3 separate regions of the Mus musculus genome follow, and regions 2 and 3 are each linked to region 1. The links are chromatin contacts, called in public Hi-C maps. All regions are on one chromosome and are shown on one strand. The core of a region is the stretch at or near the end of the contact, and the rest is flanking DNA. Distances in the headings are between cores, read along the strand shown. Region 1 holds the start of Tspan8 (tetraspanin 8). Region 2 has its middle 28 kb from the start of 4930422I22Rik. Region 3 has its middle 100 kb from the start of Tspan8.

Evidence for each region. Hi-C and Micro-C count contacts between places; a contact is called where the count stands out from the background.
Region 2: a contact with region 1 is called in a Hi-C map of uterus, with 1.6 times the contacts expected there. The contact joins the enhancer-like site here to the promoter of Tspan8 in region 1. A contact is called at or near these places in 2 of 39 promoter capture datasets (both in the 3T3-L1 cell line), 2 of 484 Hi-C or Micro-C datasets (both in uterus) and 1 of 9 other capture datasets (pancreatic islet).
Region 3: a Hi-C map of uterus shows a contact between it and region 1, with 2.3 times the contacts expected there. The contact joins the enhancer-like site here to the promoter of Tspan8 in region 1. A contact is called at or near these places in 3 of 39 promoter capture datasets (the 3T3-L1 cell line, liver and macrophages), 1 of 484 Hi-C or Micro-C datasets (uterus) and 1 of 9 other capture datasets (adipose tissue).

What each region holds. Positions count from the first base shown.
Region 1 is chr10:115,815,862-115,818,628 of GRCm38.p6, forward strand. Tspan8 (tetraspanin 8) reads left to right here and starts at 1,423. Exons shown (of 8, transcript NM_146010.2): 1 at 1,423-1,799. The coding sequence starts at 1,740.
Region 2 is chr10:115,896,126-115,898,825 of GRCm38.p6, forward strand. No RefSeq gene overlaps it. Among named protein-coding and RNA genes, the nearest start is that of 4930422I22Rik, 28 kb to the left of the region's middle. Within about 2 kb of position 1,401, at least 28 of the 459 cell types and tissues checked have an H3K27ac peak or open chromatin away from gene starts, as enhancers often do. A contact at or near this core is called in uterus, where this site is marked.
Region 3 is chr10:115,715,239-115,718,048 of GRCm38.p6, forward strand. No RefSeq gene overlaps it. Among named protein-coding and RNA genes, the nearest start is that of Tspan8, 100 kb to the right of the region's middle. Within about 2 kb of position 1,438, at least 22 of the 459 cell types and tissues checked have an H3K27ac peak or open chromatin away from gene starts, as enhancers often do. A contact at or near this core is called in uterus, where this site is marked.

The DNA.
Region 1 (2,767 bases), core at 173-2,672:
GGGCAACGGGCCAGGATCTCTGCTTTTCAGACATAAATGGTCCAATAGGAGAGAGACACTAAGAACTGAATGTATCAAGGGGTAGAGGTTGACTCAGATCATAATGGCCATGGGCTGAGGAGATGAGGGCTCAGACAGGAAAGTGTCTGGAGTCCAGCATCTAAGTCAAAGACAGGAGAGGCCGACGGTATACGTTGGTGGGCCCAGGGCTGCAGTGGGCAGGAACAGATTCCTGAAGCTCATTGTCCTACTGATCCATGAGCTTCTCACGTTCAGTATTACTTGGCGAACTAATCCTAGCTCTCACCTATTACATTTAATGTTATTGCTAATAATGCATCAGAAATGTATTTTAACAGTTACAAAGTAAAGGCAGATATTGGTGAAAATTAGAAAGATGTGTGTGTGTGTGTGTGTGTGTGTGTGAGAGAGAGAGAGAGAGAGACCCCAGTCACTTGTTTTAATTGTATTTAATGAAGTTTTTAGGGAATTGTTTTCCTAACAGACCCTTGAAGTATGCAATTGTTTTACTTAGGGGGCGAGGGAGGCCCTCTGAGTGGTATAAAAGAAAAGACCCAAGGCCCAGGTCGTTTCCTCTGCCCGAATAGATGGCAGAATGGTGCATTTACCTGGCGGAGGCAACATCCCAGTAGCACCAGAAGCAGCTGAATGGGCAGCTTTCAGTAGTCCACGAGTGCGTTCCCAAAGGAATTTTCTTTGTCAGCTGCCCAGAACCCAGAAACGGAGTTAGAGTGGAACTGTTGCTGTAGGTCATTTCTCAGAAGAGAGAAACCTGAGTCTACCTTAAAAACAAACCCAGCTATCAGGCCTGGTTACTGAGTCATAAGTAAACACAAAGGGGCAGCTCCTCAGAGTTTCCTTCCTTCCTGTTTTTTTTTTTTTTTTTTTCTTTTCACACAAAGATAAAAATAAACCCCCGAATGAATGCTCTTACGAGATCACGCAAAGGCAGGCCACTTCCCCTTTAATGATTGGAAGTGGCAGGCATTTAAGGGAGCTCCTTGGGATTTCTTTGAAAGAACAACAACAACAACAACAACACAACAACCAAACAAGACACTTGGCTAATTAATGTTTGTTTCCTTGTTCATTTGAAGTTGAGGAGAAGAAGTTATGGTAACTTAAGTCCGGATGCTTTGCAGGTTTCCAAATACCTATTGCTGAAAGGAACTTTGTGCTCCTATCAATTAAAAAAAGGGGGGGGGGATGCAAATCGAAGTGAGACACAAGGCCCATTTACTTGAGAGCCTGGCAGCCGATTTCCGCAGGGTTAGAAGAGAGGGCAGCCACACCAGCCAGCCAGCCAGCCAGCCAGCCTATCCACCTACTATCTCGCTGTGCCATTCTCCACCTCTGCCCCAGCCACTCCCATAACTTGATATCTGTTTACTCTAGAGGGAGCGGGCTTTGAGAAGCCATCATAAATATCCTGACCTAATGCCTTAGCAGCCATAAGAAGGAAAAGAATGTACTCGCCTGAAGATAACGTTTGAGATATTTAAAGGTGTGGGTTAATTTTTTATCCACTCCAATAACTGTTGGTTTTTTTTTTTTTCTTTTTTTTCTGTTCCTTCTGTCTACTTCTTTGCTCTCTATTTCTACCCCCGAAGCTGCAGGCACACGGATCTCTGCAGGCAAAATCCGTCAGAGCCTACGCAGGACAGCCTTCTACGGACTTCTTCATTCCACTGTAACTTGGTGGCTGCCCCTTCTCCGAAATGGCAGGTGTGAGCAGCTGTTTAAAGTATTCTATGTTTTTCTTCAACTTCTTGTTCTGGGTAAGTAGTTTTCTTTTAATTCTCAGTTTTGTTCAGGAAAGAAGACTTGAGATAAATATCACCACTGAGAACAGACTTACATAGAGCTAGAGGATAAGGGGGAAAAGACATTTTCCATTGAAATATTTACATTGGTTTGTCGCTGGCTGTTTGGGGAACTGAAAAGAAGCCAATGACTCCAAAAAACCAAACCAAACCAAACTAAACCAAACCAAACCAAAACAAAACGCCTGGTGTATTCAAGTTCTCTGAGGATAAACATTTCCCGAATGTTTTCATATTGTTGCAAGACTAAACACAGGGGGAAATATCCCTTAATTAAAGGACAATTATTCTCAGTTCTATGATGCCAATCAGCACTCTGTTTAAAGACTCCAAAGAAAACAGTTTGATTCAGCATGGCTTCTGGTTCCCTCCCTTTGACATCTAGGTTTGAAACAGGTGACTGACTAGTGGGTGGCAGGGTGGTAAATGCATGAGAGGATCATTTTCAGAGCCCCCAGGAAGAAAGAAATAGTCCCTGGAGAAGCAGTTAAGAGTATTTAATCATAAGATTCAGCTAAACCAGTGACTAGGTATTAGTATTTCGAAGTCAGTATTTTGGTGTGTCGTCAACCCATCCTTTCAAACAACAGGGTTTGTTTCTTGCAAATTATGCCTTGCTTAAGTCTGATGATGGCTCCCAAGGGCATTGAAAACATTATTTAACATTGAAAAAGCAAATGTCATGATCTGAGGGGGTGAGGGGGGATTTGGGAGAGAACATGTACACATATGGTATAATTAGAGGTGCTCACAAGTAAAGTAGTGGAAATGTCTCAGGATGCTGCAACAGAAAACAGTTCCATTGTTTCTGGATTGGAAAGTAGTTTATGCATTAAGGATAAGGAGCTCTGGTTTTTGTGTCTGAGCCTTTTGGCCTTTAACAGATGGCTGGTATCGGTCCAATACATTCATTTTCTTTCTTA
Region 2 (2,700 bases), core at 151-2,650, 80 kb after region 1:
TCTTGCTTTTAAAAAAGAACAGAAAAGTGCAAACCACCAACACCACCACCACCTCCGCTACCAGCAAAATCCAAGGTGGGTGACTACATCTGAACATCTGAAGTTAACTTCTCATCTTTGCAAGCACATGTACTCAAATGCACCTGCACACATGACAGCAGGTGACCCTTTCCCAAACACACACACACACACACACACACACACACACACACCCACCCACTAGAGGAGCCAATTTCTAGGGCTGTTTGATGGTTAACTTAGTTCACATATGTTTCACCAATAGCGCCTGGCAGGTGATTACACAATCATGTGTGAGCTGCTTGCTGCCACAGCTCTTCTATTATTTGATTCTCATCCAGTCCTATAAATGAGGGAGAACAGGCTATTCTCATTTTGTATTAAAGAAACAGATCTTAAAAATTCACAGACCCTGCCTGCTCAATGTCAGAGCTAACATCTTCTGGAAGAGTATCCTTAAGAGCTTTTGGCATTTCGGTGTGGGTCTTACTGCATCTCATTTTCCTCACTAAGGGCAATCCTAAAGTTCCTTGCAGCATGTTGTTGTTGTTGTTATTCTGTTCTCCCTTTGTCCCAAATTCCATGAGGACTTTCTGCTACCTCTCACAACTGGGAAACCACTGATGTATAGCATGTGAGACTCCCCCAGGAGAAAGTCCATTGGAGGCCAGACAGCTAACAGTCATCCATTCTTTGTGACATATTTCTGGAGTATATATTCACAGTATTGTTATCATCACAACTTGTTATTTATTGAGTGCCATCCCTTTGGGTGGAGCTGTGCAGAGCACACACCAGACAGGGCCTCCATCCAAGGAAATGGAATTCAGATGGTTGTGATTCATGAGATAATGATAAAGTCCCTCAGGTTGTGCAAGGCAGCTCTGCAGTGACATCAGCCTTGGATGTCTCAGTGCAAAGAGGCTTCCATATGAGAGGAAGGGGATTATGGTGTCTGGCATCAAAGGACCCAAGATGGTTCTAGGTATGAGGTGCATCATTAAGGGCAGTAAGAAAAAGAATGGGGAGGCAAAGGGTAGAGGGGAGAATGTGAGGGTCCCATCAGTCTTCAGGAAAGAGGATTGTGGAGAGAGCAAGTGATGCTGTCCAGAGCTGAGAACGGGTGGCTGTCTCCCAGCCCCATGTGCTATTTGTCCTGGGACAGACTGAGAGAACATGGCCTGCCTTGTTAAGGGAAGTGGTTCCACACGGCTGCTGAGTCTATGCTAGGAGTGGAAAGTTATATCACATCTGTACTGGTTTTTAATCTCTGTTTGGTTTTGTTTGTTCAAGTTAATGAAAATGATGTGCTATTGTTATGTAGCGGTGCCAGAAGAGAATTTCACCACAGACTTCAGAAATGTCTTTGGGTCCGTGCCCATTTCGTGTGGTTTCACTTTCCCCCATTTTCCTTCCTCCTGCCCTTTCACTCCTTCCCCCTGAAGCACTGCTCTCATGCAGACGGATTAATCGCATGTGAAGGAAGGCTATTTGAAGACAGTTCAGCCAAGTGGGCAAGCCAGCGTCCAGAGATACAGTGGCATAGCCAGGAGGGAAAGGTGGATGGACCTAGCTGCAGAACCATCTGATGGAGGCATAATTAACGGGTCTTCAAATTCATAGCTGGAGCTGAGGAATGACGATGAATACACCCCCATCTGGGAATAATTAACAGTAATTTATAAACTCCTCATGGAAAAGAACGATGTCTTCACCTTTCTTAGCCAGTCCCCTGGGCACCATAGAGGATGCTTCGAGTCTTTCAGTATTTATTAAGTACTAGGCACTCTGCTAAGGAACCCAAAAAAAAATAAAATTAAAAAAATAAAAGACACACACATAGAACTTAAATGTTTGGGGGAACGGATAAAACAAGGTAGAATGTGGTATCTGTATCAAATAAGATAAATCCAGAGATATGAAGCTACATTGGTAGAAGGCATACACCATTCAGCACTCACAGGAATTTGTTTAAACTAATACAAATGGGAGTTTATTGGTTCACTTGACTGCAAAGGAAAAGTTATTACTAGATAGATGCAGACTAAATAGTCTACCAGGAATTTGTCTCTATTATTTTGCGTCACTTCTACTTCCCTCTGCTTTAAATTATTCTTTTTATTTAAAAGTATATTTTTATTAATTCTTTGCACAGTTCATACAATGTGTTTTGGTCATATACAGCCTTCCTCTAAGATCTATTCTTACCCATCTACCTTCAGTCTCAACTTATGTCCTCATTATCTATTTGTTTGTCTGCCTAATAATGCATCAAGTCCAATGTATGGTATATATATATATATATATATATATATATATATATATATATATATATATATATATATATATATGTATATATATATATATATATATATATATATATATCAGTGGGAGCCCATCTACCCACCAAGAGCAATACCTTTAAAGAAAACTGACTTGCCCTCCCCACCAGAAGCCATCAACTGTCCACAGTTCCTCAGTCAGAAATGGAGACTGATGATCCCCCCACTATAAGCTAGCATTGGTGACTAAGGTGACCATTGTTGCCAGAGCCCTAGGAAGGCGTGACATCACTGATAACATTTCTCAGTAATCACCGATCATGGGTTCTTTGTTTTACATGGGTGAAGGTTGGGTCAGCGTTTCATAGGATGAGCCTCAGATGAGATAAGTGGCTTAGCT
Region 3 (2,810 bases), core at 188-2,687, 100 kb before region 1:
CACAGAATCTCTTGCAGAGCCAAGTTTATTTTATATGAAAACTACCCAAAAACCTGATTGGATTTGGAGGGATAATATATGTTTTCTTTCCCAGTTTCCACATTTCAGAGTCTCAAGTCTAGTTGAATGGGACTAGAATAGGTCATACCATCTATTTAGACTAGAAAAAGTTTAGCATGTCCTTGTGATATTTTACATGGATTTTGGGGGGTGGGTGGGTGGATGGGTAGGTTCTTGTTATATGGAAAAATGGCATTTAATAAATTAACCTTGAAGAAGTGAATCTAAATAAGTCCAAACCAACCCATACCTGCTCCAAACTACCCAGGTCTCTGTCTCGTTAAATGAAGTCTTTGTATCTCTGAACTATAAAGTTTACTGCTGCCCCTCCCCCCAAAAAAACCGTTTTATTGACATTTAACAACTATTGATAATAGCACTAAAATAATTTTTAAAAGTATTTTAAGCTTTCTTGCTATTCTCCTCAAGGAAAAGATTAAGGTTAGATGAAGCACGTCTTAAAGAACTGTATTGATGTCAATTGGTATCAATAGTCCTCTAATATTAAAGGTTTATTCTGTAACTTAGTAACCAGCCACCTAGTCCATGTAAAATAGAAATGAAATATAAATTGTCACCTTCCTTGAAAATATTGCTACATTGTAACTTAAAATAGTTAAGAAGCTTCTATGGTAAACCGGGAAGGGAAGAGATGGCTAGTCGGATTTCTTTTTTAACAGTCACGAGTTCGGTGTCTGTTTGATTGCTTCTGTAACACTTCTCCAGGTGGTCAGGATAAGGTTCTGAGCATTGAGAAGCAAGGATTTTTGTCAGCCTAACACAATAAATATGTAAAACACTGGAGCAGAGAGCTGGCTCAGTATGCCATTACAGAATAAACTTTTTGTATTAGAGGACTTTTATCTAAGAGCTATACCAACTATCAATACAACAGAATTATCGATAAGGTGAAAAGGCAGTGGAGACTAACTAATTAACAAGTTAACAATGGGGCATGCCTGGAAGACGGAACAAACGGGAAATGATTACAGCATTGTGAGAGGAATCGCTCAAGCAAGAACACAGAGAGGCCATAGGAGCTAAGCAGTAGCCTAAGGGAGAAATGGGAAAAACAGCAGTGATTCATTGAGGTTATGCTGTGCCAATTCCCTCGGGGTTTAAGAGGTAACCAAACACGGAAGAGAATAAAAGCCCAGATGTGTAAGAGAAAACACTAGAATCTGACGAATCTGGCAGTGGCGTTTTGGGATGACTTTAAGAGGTGAGTGTGAGACTGAGGGTACATTCTGAACTCAATGGGAACTAGGAGCCTGATGCGCGCAGACAGAGGCTGTCGCCACTTCTCCAGAGCTCCTCAAGGGCCTAGGGGCTCAAGCCACTGACTGATAGCAAGGCCGGACAAAGGGCACGCTTTCCACAGGTGATAAACGATCCCTTGTGTGCGCTTCTTGCCATCATCTGGGCTTCACCCTGGAGCTATTTCTCCGTGCTCTTCTTTCAGGTTCGAGGAATGGCATCCATCAACCCGACCTTTTTATAAAAGCCCAGTACCCCTGTTACTCTTTCATTGCTTGGTGTCCGGCCAGGGCTTTCATCCTCTTTCCATGCTCTTCTTCTCCCCCAGCCCCGACAATTTACCATGAATTCAGGGGTTCTTCTTTTATAATTGTATCCCTCTTATGAATGTTATGCATTTATTTTGAGACAGCCTCACTATATATTCCTGGTTGTCCTGAAACTCGGTCTGTAAACCAGGTCTTTCCCCTCCCCCACCCTTGTATATTTATTTATTTATTTATTTATTTATTTATTTATTTATTTATTTATTTCAAATGCTTTTCCCTTTCCAGGTCTCCCCTTCGGAAAGCCCCTATCCCATCCCTCCTCCCCCTGCCTCTATGAGGATGCTCCCTCACCCACCTATCTGCTCTGGCATTTCCCTACACTGGGGCACTGAACACCCTCAGGCTCGAGGGCCTCTCCTCCCACTGAAGTCCAACAGAGCCATCTTCTGGCACATATGTGGCCAGCGTCATGGGTCGCCCCATGTGTAGTCTTTGGTTGGTGGTCCAGTGCCCGGGAGCTCGGGGGGGGGGGGGTGTCTGGCCTGTTGACACTGTTGTTCCCCACATGCGGCTGCAAACCCCCTCAGCCCCTTCAATCCCTTCTCCAACTGCTCCATCTGGGACCTCCGAGCTCAGTCCAATGGTTGGGTGCCAGTTTTCTCCTCTGTATTTGTCAGGCTCTAGCAGAGCCCCTTAGAAGACAGCCATATCAGGCTTCCATCAGCAAGCACTTCCTGGCATCCACAATAAAGTCCAGGTTTGGTGGCTGTGTATGGGATGGATCCCCAGGTGGGGCAGTTTCTGGATGGCCTTTCCTTCAGTCTCTGCCCTACACTCTGTCTTATTTCCTCCTGTGAGTGTTTTGCTCACCCTTCTAAGAAGCACTGAAACATCCATATTTTGGTCTTCTTTCTTCTTAGGCTTCATTGTGTAGACAAGATCTTAAGTCTAATCTTAAGTCACAGAGCTCTGCCTGCCTCTGCCTTTTGAATACTTGGATTAAAGGTGGGAGCCAACACACCTCGTAGACTCTATATTTCATATTGTAGCTACCTACTCTTTTGAGTCATCCGTTCCTTCTTTGAAGTGAAGACTGTAGGGACCTGGGGTCCTTAGTTGATCTCTGTTTATCTAACAGGTAGTATAATTGATCTAGTCGTTATCTTTCTGTTGCTGTGCTGAAACACTACAGCTTAAAGCAAGTTGGAAAAGAAAGGGTTTGTT